Regions from separate parts of the Mus musculus genome. Here all the other regions are linked to region 3. The links are chromatin contacts, called in public Micro-C maps. All regions are on one chromosome and are shown on one strand. Each heading gives the region's core, a stretch centred on a gene start, on an enhancer-like site or on the middle of the called end of the contact. The rest is flanking DNA. Distances are from core to core; before and after follow the strand shown.

Evidence for each region. Hi-C and Micro-C count contacts between places; a contact is called where the count stands out from the background.
Region 1: a contact with region 3 is called in a Micro-C map of embryonic stem cells, with 6 times the contacts expected there. The contact joins the promoter of Eps15 here to the promoter of Rab3b in region 3. A contact is called at or near these places in 2 of 39 promoter capture datasets (second pharyngeal arch cranial neural crest and stem cell-derived epiblast-like cells), 2 of 484 Hi-C or Micro-C datasets (both in embryonic stem cells) and 1 of 115 datasets of contacts at active chromatin or transcription factors (embryonic stem cells).
Region 2: a contact with region 3 is called in a Micro-C map of granulosa cells, with 3 times the contacts expected there. The contact joins the enhancer-like site here to the promoter of Rab3b in region 3. A contact is called at or near these places in 14 of 39 promoter capture datasets (the 3T3-L1 cell line, 3T3-L1-derived adipocytes, the C10 cell line and 10 more), 3 of 15 datasets of contacts at CTCF or cohesin (the NIH/3T3 cell line, embryonic stem cells and pro-B cells), 28 of 484 Hi-C or Micro-C datasets (the 4T1 cell line, the C3H10T1/2 cell line, CD4 T cells and 19 more), 5 of 115 datasets of contacts at active chromatin or transcription factors (bone marrow-derived dendritic cells, embryonic stem cells and forebrain) and 3 of 9 other capture datasets (adipose tissue, embryonic stem cells and liver).

Annotation. Positions count from the first base shown.
Region 1 is chr4:109,276,895-109,281,855 of GRCm38.p6, reverse strand. It overlaps Eps15 (epidermal growth factor receptor pathway substrate 15), which reads right to left and starts at 1,581. Exons shown (of 25, transcript NM_007943.3): 1 at 1,412-1,581. The coding sequence starts at 1,444. Gm40225 (a long non-coding RNA gene) reads left to right here and starts at 1,533. Exons shown (of 3, transcript XR_868003.2): 1 at 1,533-1,834.
Region 2 is chr4:109,144,707-109,149,206 of GRCm38.p6, reverse strand. The region is part of intron 3 of Osbpl9 (oxysterol binding protein-like 9); the gene reads left to right. The region is part of intron 1 of Gm52703 (a long non-coding RNA gene); the gene reads right to left. Among named protein-coding and RNA genes, the nearest start is that of Gm52703, 14 kb to the right of the region's middle. Within about 2 kb of position 1,361, at least 85 of the 459 cell types and tissues checked have an H3K27ac peak or open chromatin away from gene starts, as enhancers often do. A contact at or near this core is called in the 4T1 cell line, the C3H10T1/2 cell line, the MC38 cell line and 6 more, where this site is marked.
Region 3 is chr4:108,877,551-108,882,122 of GRCm38.p6, reverse strand. Rab3b (RAB3B, member RAS oncogene family) reads right to left here and starts at 3,053. Exons shown (of 5, transcript NM_023537.5): 1 at 2,905-3,053.

The sequences.
Region 1 (4,961 bases), core at 332-2,831, 400 kb before region 3:
ATACAGTATATATAGAATCACTTTTGCTGGGGATATGGCTCAGTCGGTACAGGGCCTGTCTAGCCAGCATGAAGTCCTGAGTCTGATCCCTGGCGATGAATAAACTAATATAGTGGTACAGTCCACTTGGGAGATGGAGGAAGAAGGATCCAAAATCAAGGTCATTCTTGATATTCTTGATTACATAGTGAGTTCAAAGCCAGCTTGATCTATTTGAGACCCTGTCTCAAAATAAATAAGTAAATAAAATTTCCACCCTGGCTCCTGGGGAAAATACTTTTTTATCTCCAAGTTCTTGGAAAGAAACACCTCAAAACCTCTTTATCATAACATAGAAATAATCTATTACCCAAACACATGCCCTACCTTATAAGTACAGGCAAATCTAGGCCAAGGAGACAAGATGGCAGGGAGCTATCACAGGGCAGGCTGATAGGCTGAGGTGGGCTTATACCAGGGAGTACACAGCCCCCAGCTATGGAGAAGGCAAACTTCTGGGCAGTGAAGATGAAAGGGACTGGCAGGTGTTTGGTACCTCATCCCTCCTGGGTGTCTTGAGATGACTACGCTTGGTTTTACAGAAACGGAGAACTCAGGTTCTCCTAAGTGAGTGATGTTTAGATGTATCCCTCGAGGATGGGGCTCTGAAGGAAGAGAACATTTTAATAATGATGATGATGATAAAGAGGCGAGACTCCGAGAACAGACTCCGAGAACAGCTTTTGGTCGAGATCGTCCCAGGACAAAGTTATCTCCCCGGTGGTTCCGGGCACCAGGGAGGAAAGAGGCGCCCCACCTGCAGAAGGCTGGCACCATGACCCCTCGGACGACGATCAGAGACGGCGCCCTCGCGGGTGGGAAAGTCTGCAAGGGGATCTGAGCAGAAGTGAGTGGGTCAAGTGCCCGGACAGGATGCGACTTCTGGAAGCCAGGCTGACTTGAGGGAACTGAGGGGAACTCGGCAGTCGTCGCTCCCGCGGACCGGAGCAGAGCGAAGCTGAGGGAACCCTGCCCCGCCGAAGTCGAGCCTCGCATCGCCCGCGGCCGCTGTCTAGCGTGAGCCCCACCGGAGCTCACCTGGCGGCCGTCAGGCCCGGAGGAGAAACTTGCCGAGAAGGTGAGCGCCGACGGGACCTGGAGGAGAGCGGCGCGGAGACCCGCGGCGGGGGCGGCGGCCGGGTGGGAGCCGCGCGGGGCGGAGCCGAGAGCCCGGCGACCCGGGGCGGGGGTGCGGCGGCCCCGGCTCGCCGCTCCCGCTCCGACTCGGGATGGCGCCCGCACTCCTCACACGCGCTCCCACCGTGCGGCCCGAGGGCAGCCGCCGCGCCAGCGCCCCAGAGCGGTGGAGGGGGGGAGGGAGGGCCGGGGAACCCCGGCGGGTCGAGCCGGGCCGACCGGCGGGCGGCGTTACCTGTGTCAGGGAGAGCTGGGCTGCCGCAGCCATGGTGTTTCCATCATGCACGGGAGGGGAAGGAAGGACGGACGGACGGGGGCCCGGGGCGGGAAGGAGGCGGAGGGACAGGCCGTAGGCGAGGCCGGCGGCCGGGCGTCTCCCCGAACTTCGACAACTTCCCTCCTCACGCCGCCCCGCCCCGCCCCGCCCCGCCGGCCTCACAGGCCGTGGCGGCGCGCAAAGCCCGGAGCGGGAGTCTGAGCCGCGGAACCAGGCCCTGACCCCGGCCTCCCTGGAAAACCCGGTGCGGATAGGGCTCTGGGGTGGACGGTCAGCGGAGGCGGCGCCACAGAGACCTGAGTTTAGGCAGGTCACCCACCATCCTTCTTCCTGGGCTGCTGTTTTCTGTAAAGTGCGGGGAGAAATTAGAACCATGTCCAGGTGGGTTGTGGGAACTAAAAAAGTAATGGTACTAAGTAATGACAGGAGCGGTTTAGTAGTAATAACATTAAATAATTCTGATTGTGTGTGATTCTGCACTAAATGCTTTTGTTTGTTTGCTGTTTGTTTAAAACAAGGTCTCTCTCTGTGTAGCCATGGCTATCCCGAAGCTCACTGTATAGATCAGGCTGGCCTCAAACTCACAGAGATCCACTTCCCTCTGCCTCCAGAGTGCTGGGATTAAGGAGATGTACCACTACTCCAGGCCTAAATACTTTTTTAAAAAATTGTGTGAATAGGGGATTTGAAACAGAAAGAAGTTATACAAATGAGGATGGTGAAAGCCAGCCAGGCATGGTGGCACATACCTTTAATCTCTGAGAGTTCCATGCCAGCCTGCTCTACATAGTGAGTTCAAGGACACATAGTAAGGCCCTGACTGAAATAAAAAGAAAAGGGCCTCCCCGAAAAGAAAAAACAAAACAAAACAAAACAACTCTCTTACCCGAAGTTTAAAAACTAACTAGAAAGCTGGATTACAAATCTTTCTACCTGCTATCACATTAAGAAGGCATGTAAATCCTTCTAAAGTAAAAATCTTGGGAGCAAGAAGGAACTGCTTGCCTTGCCTGCTCCCTGTCCTGCCTAGACTGTTTAATTTAAAAAAAAAAAAAAAAAAAAAAAAAAAAAGCAGGTGTAGGGCCACAGTGGAGTTCAGAGGTACAGTGAGTGCATAAAGTCCCATCTCAAATTCTTTTTTTTTTTTTTGTCTGGTTGGTTGGTTGGTTTTGGTTTTGGTTTTTTGAGACAGGGTTTCTCTGTATAGCTCTGGCTGTCCTGGAACTCACTCTGTAGACCAGGCTGGCCTTGAACTCAGAAATCTGCCTGCCTCAGCCTCCCAAGTGCTGAGATTAAAGGAATGTGCCACCAGTGCCCGGTTCCTCTCAAATTCCTTTTTGTCATAAATGCCACCTCTTGACAGAGTATTGTCTCTCCAAACTAGTGTTCATACTCTTTTGTTGACTTTACTAGAAGAGGGCAACAACCTCCTAATGACCTGTTTACATAAGTCTAACCACCCCCCTCAGCTCACCAGTGGCAGAGATTTTTTAATATATATGTATTTTAACACCATAACATTATAGTATATGCTTAAATGAAGGCCTTTGTCCTGCCTGTATTCAACATTATACACCTTACTCTTTTTCATTTTGCCACACTTAGTTAGAATAAGGAACCGCTTACCTGAAATTGTCATCTGCAAAGGTTCTTATTTAGGGTGACTACTGCCGTGATGAAACACCATGACCAAAGACAACCCGAAGAGTAAAGAATTTATTTCCCTCACAGTCTGGTCATCATCAAAAGCAGTGAGGAAAGGAATTCAAACAGGGCAGGAGCCTGGAGGCAGGGTCTGAAGCAGAGGCCATGGTGGGGTGCTGCTTACTGACTTACTCAGTTTGCTTTCTTATAGAACCCAGGCTTGGGCCTTCTCCTACCAACTACTAGTTAAGAAAATGCCCTACAGTGAGGTCTTATGGAGGCTTTATCTCAACTGAGGTTTCCTCGTGTCTAATAAATCTAACTTGTGTCAGGTTGATGTAAAACTACACTCAGTTTGTATGTAGCCTACTTCAGAAGGTCTAGGAAGTCTGCATACCAGCTTTTAGTTACTTTGATATGACTTTTTTATTCTGCCTTTTTTATTGTGTGTGTGTGTGTGTGTGTGTGTGTGTGTGTAGTACTTGGGGAGGGGGTAGATTCTCTCCTTCCACCATGGAGGTTTCGGGGATGGAACTCAGGCTAGCAGTCTTGGCAGCCATTGCACTAATCTAGTAAGCTGCTTCAAAGGCCATATCCTCTGCCTCGTTTTAAGAGTTAGTTGATGACCTGCCTACATCTGACTGGCCTTAAAGAAGACTAACTCTCTACTGCAGGTCCCTCAGACACAGAAGTACCCAACCTCAATATGTGTTTGCTTCCTTTTTCCCTAATGGTGGTTTCCAGGACAAAACCCACACGTCTATCAGGGCCACAGCCTTTATCATTATAATAGGATTCCTCAATACACTGAGACAGCTGGAAAAACCCAAGATCTAGTTGGCTCCACTTCCATTTTTAGACTTTTTCCATCAGAGGCAAAAACCAGAGAGGTCTCAAGAACTCCCTTCCCAAGTCTACCTAGACTCCTCTGATTTGATCCAGCCTCAAAGAGCAAGTTATACAGGTCTGATGAGTAAACACTTAGTCAGGAGTATCTCCTTTGACTTCTTTTTGCCATTATTCCTTTTGGCTCAAGGGAGAAGAGGAGAAACTATTCCAGTTTGAAACATCAACTATAACCCAACTGATATTTCTATTGGCATCTATTACTTCACATTATAAGTTTGAACTTCACAAAAACACCCTAAAAGGAAGCAATTATCACACTCACTTCCCAAATGAGGTACTCAGCACCACAGAGGTCAAATAATTTGCCCAAGGTTACATGTCTAATAGCAAAAGCAGTTGATATATTGAAATGAACAAAACTTAGAGATCAGAACCATTGGTGTAACTGAAAAGTCACTTACTAATTATAGGAATTTAGGGGGGCTGTGAATGACGTATGAAGTGTTTGAAGTTGTAGAGAGAAGTGTAGAAGTTCAGAAATCTGAAAGTCAGACAAGTTTGTGTTTGAAGATGGGCTGGTGAGATGGCTCAGCAAGTGAGAGCACTGACTGCACTTCCAAAGGTCCTGAGTTCAAATCCCAGCAACCACGTGATGGCTCACAACCACCGGTCTTTGAGCTGGAGCGAGCAGGGACTGAGCAAACAGAGTTGAGCCAAGTGAATGGGGCTGACCAGAGTGAGCGGGGTTGACCAGAGCAAACAGAGGTCCTTAAAAATAAATAAATAAATAAATAAATAAATAAATAAGTTCCCAACAAGCACATGAAGGGTCACAACCATATGTACAGCTTCAGTGTACTCACATACATAAAATAAATAAATAAATCTTTGAAAATAGCTGGAAGGAAAGGACTCCTCTGACCCTCACAAACATACCATAGCATGTTAAGGAAATAAAAGGAACTATTAGTATGGGTTTGCTTTAAGTTAAAAAAAAATGAAACTTTGTATTTAT
Region 2 (4,500 bases), core at 112-2,611, 270 kb before region 3:
TCTAATCCATTTTTATTTTTGTTAGTAATTTACATTTTATTCCACAATTCATTTTTCTTACTCACTAAAATAAATTTTCAATGTAACAATCTAAGGAGAGTATTGAAAAGATGACGCTAATTATCACTCCAGTCCTTCTTCCTGAAGGGAAGAACAATGCCATTTCCTTGACCCTTCAGTCCTGTGTATGTTTAAGAACAACTTTTCCTGTGGCTACTAGGTAACTTTTATGTAGCCATGACAAGATACCTGATGGAAACAACTTAAAGGTGAGAAATCCCATTCAGCTCATGGTTTCCAAGGCATAATTAGTGTACCATGCGGTAGAGGGCATAGCAGAGCGGTAAGTGGGAATGGGGGTTTATTTGGGTTACTTCGGGAACACAGACAACTGAAGGGAAATGTGTCATGGAAAGCCACATCTCAGCATGGGCGGTGACTCTTGGAAGCTTCAGTTGCTAGAGCTCCCTGCAGGCAGTCATCAGTCTTCTGTCTCAAGCAAGTGCTGCTTATATATTATATAACCTTGGGAGGAGACCTGTGGATCTTACTTAGTAGGCAATCTTTTCAGTTTGGGGCACATTGCTTGGTGTGTGCTGGTGGAGAGAGAGAGTAAAGATTCATAATGAAAGGAACGTTTCTACAAGCCGTTAGACATATGTAGAAAACTCTAGGGTTCAATTTACTTCATCCAGTTTTGTTTTATTCTGGTTTGGTTTTTGATTTCTGGAGACTGGGTTTATCTGTGTAGCCTTGGTTGTCCTGGAACTCACTCTGACTGGATTTGAACTCAGAGATCCACCTACCTCTGCCTCCAGAGTGCTGGGATCAAAGGTGTGGCCCACCACTGCCTGGCCGCTAAGGGCCAGTTTAATGTTATGCTGGTCCTTCACAGGGATCGAACCCACCCTAGTGAGGTAGATATTTTTATCCTCACCATCCAGGGGTGGGCTTGAGGCTTGTATTAATTTGTATTTTTGGTCACACATGCAGGAAGTAACAGGGCCAAGATTTATATTGACAATTCTCATTATACAGTACTGTTTGTTTCCACCTTACTTTCTTGTGATTCTGGGTCAGTCACTCTGACTTATATTTTATCATACCGGAGCCCCTTTGTATCCACGTCACTTTCTCCCATTGCAGTATTAGTGTTTCATGGGAGTAGGTGTCGCAGGGTTCTTCTGTGCTCAGTGTATATCCAAGCAGAGGTCGACACTGCCTGGGCCCACTGAGGCAAGGTTAACTGGGACATTGGTCACATGGTAGTGAGTCACATCACAAGGCATGCTCAGTTCTGTCACCAACTATTAGGGAGGCTTGGAAGCCTAGCCACAGGACGCATGGGGATGTTCCCTGAATGGAGTTAATGACCAGGGAGTCAGACATTGACCTGTGCTCCATCTTCTTTCAGTTCTGGTCATGCTGCACAGTTCTCTTCTTACGCCAGCAGAGGGAGCAGTTCAAAGTGTTCGAGGGGAAAAAGCCCAACACATCTTCCTAGTTATTTGTTCTGTTCAGAAACTTGGTTTTCCTAGGAAAACTGAAGTGGTGCCTGAAATGGTGATGGTGCACAGTGATCTGCATAAACATAAATTGTGTTTGTCGTGAGTGCTGAATCGATGACATTCGATAGCTGTGTCTAGATTGTCTTCTAGAGGATGGGGCTGAAGCTTGTGGGACGTGCAGGGTTGTAACTACAGTCTTGATCTAGAAGTGTATCCTTTCTGAAGGAAAGGCAAAGATATTGTATTAGCAGCTTAGAGCTAAATATAGAAGAGAGAGGAAGTGGCTTGCTGCTGTTTGCCCTGAGCAGAATTCCTTGGAGAAACTGGAGCCAGAATGAAACCTTCAGATGGAATGTTGTTCTTGATAATTCAGAAATGCCTTCCCGCTTCTCCACTCCACAGGAACATGCGCACACTTCTCTTTAAGTACAAAAGCTCCCCCCCCCAGGAGCTAAAGAATGTCGTTTTTTCTAAGCATTTTATTAAAGTATAAGCATTTTATAAAGTAGCATACATTCATTATTATAATTTCTTGTAGGCTTCTGTTACTTTGTTAGGTCTTATCTAATTGATCTTGTTTATTTCAAAAGCAAACAAAAGAATTAGTAGCTGATTCATTTTTCACGTGTCACTTGCTTTGTTTTAGTCTTTTTCATAAATTTTACTTATTATTTCATTTTTATTGGCTTGTCTCACCCTGCAGTCTGGACCTGGAACTCTATCTAGACCAAACTGGCTTTGAACTGAGGGGTGATCCCCCTGACTCAGCTCTCCAAGTGCTGGTCATTCAGGCATGAGCTGCCACACCTAGCTCCTTCCTGAATTTTTTTTTTTTTTTTTTTTTTGAGAGACAGGGTTTTTCTGTGTAACCCTGGCTGTCCTGGAACTCACTCTGTAGACCAGGCTGGCCTCGAACTCAGAAATCCACCTGCCTCTGCCTTCTGAGTGCTGGGATTAAAGGTGTGCGCCATCACGCCCAGCTTTTTTTGTTTTTAAATAGGCATTGATTTCTCCTCCCCTTTTTTTCTTTATTAATCCAAGTAAAGTGATTATATCTTCCTTTCCTTTTGACCTTCTGTATGTCTCCTTGTGAGCTGAGACTTGGTTTGGCCCCTTAAAATCACCTTCTTTTGCCCCACTCTTCCCTCTCATCCCAAAATGCATTAAAGAGAAATTCTCATTTTTTCCCATAATAACATGTATTTGAATACTTCTTACTCATAAATTCAGTAAAACTTTTATTATTTTCTTAAAGACAAGTCCTGAAATATGGCTTTGGCTTACTTGATATTTGTTATGTATCCCAAGCTGGTTTTGAATTCAAATCCTCCCACCTAAGCTTCCAGAGTGCTGGGATTGCACGCAGGTATTGTACCATTAGCTTCTAGGGCTAGAGAGATGGCTCAGTGGATAAAGCACTGCCACCCAAGCTCGAGGACCTGAGTTTGGATTCCTAGAACCCATGGGAAAAGCTGGTGACAAGCTTAGCGTCAGTGAGAGACCTTGACTAACATAAGGTAGAGAGTGATTGAGGAAAATGCCTGACTTCACACATACACATATATGCATACATGTTCATGCACATATACAAATGCAGACCCCCCTACAAATGCACACACCCCATGCACAACTTGTACACGTGTGCACACACACCTACATACACATGCATGTGCATGCACACACTTTAAACAGCAAACAAACCACTTCTGACAGTTGAGGCTTATCAGATTTTAGGATTGACTACGTCAGAGGCTTTTTAAGCCATAAGTAAAAATTTTGGAGTCATCTTGGTTTTCATCTTGTATATTCTTTTGTTGTGTTTTGTTTAAGGTTTTGCTGGGCTGGCCTGGACTGACAGTCCTCTTCTGATTCCTGAGGGCTCCAGCAGTTGGGGCTTGCCAGCCCTCTTCTCTGTGTTGTGGTACTCTACCTCCAGTTTTCAAGCTAACTGAATCTTTTCTTGTTCTGTGTCTGCCTCTCCTTGTATTGTGTGATGGAAAGGCCCATCACTTTGTCCACTGGCCGCTCCTCCTCTGTCTCCTAAGTCTGTAACGTGGCTTGGGTCTTTATCCCTTCTTATGCTCACACTCACTGCCTCCCCATTACTCCCTCGCCCCCTTCTTGGTCTCTATGCTATCTGAGCAGTTTCCTGATTAATGCCTATGTCAGTTCTCTAAAACTACAGCCTTCTTAAATGTTCCTACATTCCATGTCCTAAAGTCCTTTAACCTGAAGTTAAAGCAGTATAGACAGTCCCTGCAGGAGCTAAGTGTTAGTATATATTTGCATATCAAGGATTTTTATTGAGTAAAAATGACTGAGAAGCATGTGATTGATGAATGAATAGAAAAGAGCTCATGTTTTTCATTGTCTTTGACTGAATGAGCAAACTGTCTAATATAGTGCTGACTCTGCTCTGGAGACTCACGACATTGCTTTAGATAGTCAAAACAGACGTTGTGGAGGAGAAACACATTTGTAAATATTTACATGCACATTGACAGTTTAGAGACTTCAGCTATAACTATTAATAAATCTTTGAAGGAGCCAATTATGGAAGATTTAATAAGATATCAAGCAAAAATAATTTCTTAGGAACTCTAACTTGCTGGGCCTGGTGGCGCATGCCTGTAATCTCAGTGCTTGGGAGGCAGAAGCAGACAGATCTCTTAGTTCAAGGCCAGCCTGGGTTCTATAGTGAGTTCCAGGACAGCCAGAGCTACATACATACCTTGCCTCAGTAAATAAATAGATAAACAAACAAATAAACAAATGAAAAGAAAGCCTAGTAATAAGATCAGTGACTCATCAGTTCTCATTCAGCAAATATTTTGTTGAGCAATTGTTTCCTGATGAACTTCTAGCTGGTTGGGATATGTCAAGAAGTAAAGAACCTTGCTTCTGTGGAGCCTAGTATTCAGTGGCAGGAGAGATGGACAATAAATAATAACCATGAGCTGTATGTATGTTAAAGGCATAGGCTTCTGATTGT
Region 3 (4,572 bases), core at 1,804-4,303:
CCACATAATTCTCCCTGATTCTTACAACCACCATGCAGTTTCCCACTCAATCCATAGGCACTGCACACTTACACCACACCAGGTGCTCTGTGAACTCACAGATGGAGCAGGGACCTCGGGAGCTCAGTTACTGATGTTTCCTTTCGTATCGAAATCCTTCGCCTTTTCTCATGCTATGTCTTCTGACAGAAGCATGTTTTACTCCATCGCTAGCTAAATCTTTCGTGTCCAAGAGACTTCACTGACCCATCGGCCTTCCTTAAATCCCTCCGCTCCCAACACACTAAGGCTTCTGACTCCCACAAGAGGCCTTTACCAACTTCCATGGTCTTCCTCTGGTTTTTTTCCAAATTTATTTTTATTTTGTGTGGTGTGTGTGTGTGTGTGTGTGTGGGTGTGTAGTGTGTATACATGTGTATGGTGTGTATGTGTATGGTGTGTATGCATGTGTGGTGTGTGTGTGTGTGCATGTGTATGTGGTGTGTGTGTATGTGTGTGCATGTGTGTATGGATGTGTGTGTGGTGTGTGTGGTATATGTGGTATATGCATGTGTGTGTGGTGTGTATGGATGTGTGTATGCATGTGTGTGGTGTGTATGCATATGTGTGGTGTGTATGCATGTGTGTGTGGTGTGTATGCATGTGGTGTGTGTGTGCATGTGTATGTGGTGTGTGTATGTGTATGCATGTGTATGTGGTGTGTGTGGTGTAGGTGGTGTGTATGCATGTGTGTGTGGTGTGTGTGGTGTAGGTGGTGTGTGTGTATGTGTGTGTGTGTATGCATGTGTGTGTGGTGTATGTGGTGTGTATATGTGGTATATGCATGTGTGTGTGGTGTGTATGGATGTGTGTATGCATGTGTGTGGTGTGTATGCATGTGGTGTGTGTGTGTGTGTGCATGTGTATGTGGTGTGTGTATGTGTATGCATGTGTGTGTGGTGTAGGTGGTGTGTGTGTGGTGTATGGACAGAGGCACTTTTACCCTGTGCACATGTGTGCTTCTGAGACACAACCAAGACTGGATACATGTTGGCTTCCTTCCTTCTGATTGGAAGCTGGGAGTCAAGGATGCCATGACACAGCCACCCCTGCACAGCCACCGTGGCTTCTCTGGAGCAGTGCTCTAGAGTTTACAGAACTCTTGTCAGCCCACATAATTCTCCCTGATTCTTACAACCACCATGCTGTTTCCCACTCAATCCATAGGCACTGCACACTTACACCACGCCAGGTGCTCTGTGAACTCACAGAGATGGAGCAGGGATCAATGCCGAGGCTAATGGAGGGCACTGGGCAGCTTCCTCTTTTGCTCCCTTTCTTATTTTTTTATTCCTTTAGACTTAGTTGTTTTTAATGTGTATGAATGTCTTGCCTACGTTTCTGTATGTACACACACCACACTAGTGCCTGGTGCCTGTAAGGGTCAGAAGAGGGAGTCAGATTCCCCCCAGAACTGCAGGTAGGGTGGTTGTGAACCACATGCTGCTCCTGAGAACTGAACCCTTGTCTACAAGAGCAACAAGTGCTCCTGAATGATGAGCCATCTCTCCAGCCATCTCTCCAGCCCAGCCTATTTGTTCGTTTGTTTGTTTGTTTGAGACCGTCACATTTCAAGCTCCAGGGGTTCACCATGTCTCTGTCCCTACAGCTAGAGTTACAGGCACAGAGATGATGGCAGCCTCTTCCACACTGAGGATGTGAATCTAGGTCCTCATATCTGCGAAGCAAGCACACTCCTCTTCTTCTGTTTGGGGATGCAGAAGGGATGTGCTCTATCTGCTTGCATGAGGGCGCACACACACACACAAACACACACACACACACACACACACACACACACACGCGTGCGCGCGCACGCACACACACACACACACTCACTTATTTCGTTTACAGTCTACAGCTTTCCTGTGGATTCTGGGAAGGTGGGATGGAGAAATCCACTTTCACTCCACACCTCTTTTGGCTTCTAGAGGTTGTCATCCTGCCCTCTCAAAGTCTCTTCCACATTTGACACCAAGATAGAATTGCATGTGGATGAATTTTTCTGTTCACTATTCTCTTCTTGCCCATGGCTCCAGTTGGCATTGTAGTCTTGTCCAGTGTTTGCTGTCCTCATGCTGTCAGGAGCCAAGACTCGGCTAGTGCCAAGGTTGTACTCAACCCTCACCTCACACCCATCATCCCTGCAATTTCACTCTCCAAGTTCCCTCAAGGTTTCTCTGCTTCCAGCTACAAGACCCTGCTCCATTCCAGCGCCATTTCCTCCATCCTGACCAGAACTTAGGTGTCCCTCGCCCACAAGCAGGGTCAAGACCCACTCCCCTACCTAGTTCCCGCCCCTTTCTGCGGGGCGGAGTAGACTCAGCTGGCTCCCCACATTTCCCTTCTTCCAAGCTCATCCCCTCCAAGCCCCAACCCTATGTCTCCATCCCTTGAGACCCCTTCGCGGGTACCAGCGGGGCTCGGTTCTACACCCTTTCACTCCCAGCTAACCACACTCACGTCCCGGAAGTTCTCAATCCCACCAGACACCCGTTCCTGCTCTGCGCCCCTTCCTTTCAGCCCTTGCTCTTCTGCTCGTCTCAAAGCCCCTCGAGCCCACCCAGCTCTCCGCCTTCACGCCCCCTTTCGCCTGCCTCCCCTCCATCCTTTCAGCATCCCTCTGCTGCCCTAAGATGTACCCAGCCACCCCTTACTGCCTGTAGTAGCTGCTCATCTGCCCCCAGCCCCAATGGTCGCTGCTTCCCGGCGGACCTGTGCGGAGTGCGAGCCAGCACTCCTGCTTTGCTGCGGTGCGGGTCCCTGGCGGCCTCTCGCAGCCCCTCTCTGAGTCCCCTAGGCTGCCTTGCACTCGGTCCCCGGCTCCCAGGCAGTGCGGAGCCCGGTCGAGGCCGCGCCCCTTACCTCGGATAAGAGCTGGCTCACGGACAGTGCAGCCGGACTGTTGCACTTGGCGATAGTGGGTGAGAGGCAGGCGAGGCGGGTCTGGTTCCCACCTCGGCTACGGAGGGCTGAGGCTCTGGCTGAAGATGGGTTGGGTTCCCGCTGGGTCCAAGCCCCGCCCCTGGGCGGAACCCATGTAAGATCCGCCCCGCCCCTGCGTTCTGGGCTGGTGTAAGGAACCTACAATTTCTTGGGAGCCTTACACCCTATATATCTGGGTGACTTTTATAATCTGCCCACATTCTATAGTTTGCACCTACAGGGTGCTCAGAGGTCTTTGGTGATAATGTAGATGATGATGGCGTCAAGTTTTGCTCTTTCCAAATGCTTTACTCCATTCTCATAAACTCTCAAGGAGGGAGCACAACCTGTCCACAAGTGAAAAATGAGCTAGGAAGCTGGCTATCACCGTCTGCCCCACTCATCACCTCTTCATGGTCCTTGTCGTCTGAGACTGGTAATCCCATCTGAACAAATCCAATCTTCTTCTAGGTTTCCTTTTCTCTGCATAAAGTATCCTGGTTCAGGACTCATGGGACTAATGCAAGAATTCTAATTCCTGCCTTCTTTCCAGCCTCTATACCAGTGACCTGAGGAACCTTTTGAAATGATTTCGACCTTGTTAAGATAACACTCACTGCTTCTCCATGACCAGCAGTAGCATGGAGTTTGCCAACTGGAGTGGTAAATGTTCTTGTCTGAGCCTTAGCAGACCCCAGATCTTCCAGGAGTGGTAGGTCACCTTCAAATTCTTATATGGATTTCACCTTCCATTGTCCTGAGGTCACTGGCCTGACATTTGGGTCTGGAGTTATTATTCTTTTCTTTCTTCCTTTTAATGATTTTTTATTTCATGTGCATTGGTATTTTGCCTGCGCGGATGTCTGTGTGAGGGTGTAGGATCCCTGGAACTGGAGTTACAGACAATTGTGAGCTGTCATGTGAGTGCTAGGATTTGAACCCAGGTCCTCTGGAAGACCAGCCAGTGCTCTTACCCACTGAGCCATCGCTCCAGCTCCTCTTTGTTCTTTTCTATAGTCATCCCCACCCCAGGTCATAGAAGTACGAGTCAGATAAGAAGTCCAGATTTTTCTCAGTTCCGTTATGACTTGTCTAAGATGTTTCTTTCCAGCCTCTCTGCCTCAGCATCAGAGTCCTAATCCTTACAATGTTCGCTAGAGCTGCTTATCAGCCCCTTTAGTCAGGTCCGCGCTGCCCATTTGACTTTCAGCTTCCCCTGTGCTCCCTCTAGAACCCTGGTTCCACCCTCTGCATCTTTAGAATGCTCAGGTTACCTCTTTATCTTTACCGAAACCTTATCCTCCCCCGGGACACTGCTTCCATGGTAGCCCTCTGCAGAAAGGCTCTTCATTTTCTTAACCTCCATGTATCATAACACCAGGAGGTGGGCAGCATTGTCACGCCCACCCTCATACAAAGATTTGCTCTCCTTTGCCCGCGAGCCATATCACAGCCTATGGCTCCTCCACACTGTTCCTCGTGCTCTGAGGAGTTCCTGGGGTACCAGCCCCTTCACTAGCTGCTGCTCCGCCATCCTTCTGGTGACTTCAGTTGCATATGGGGGTCTCCTGACCCTCATCCCTTTGCCTCTGCTTTACATGTTGACTG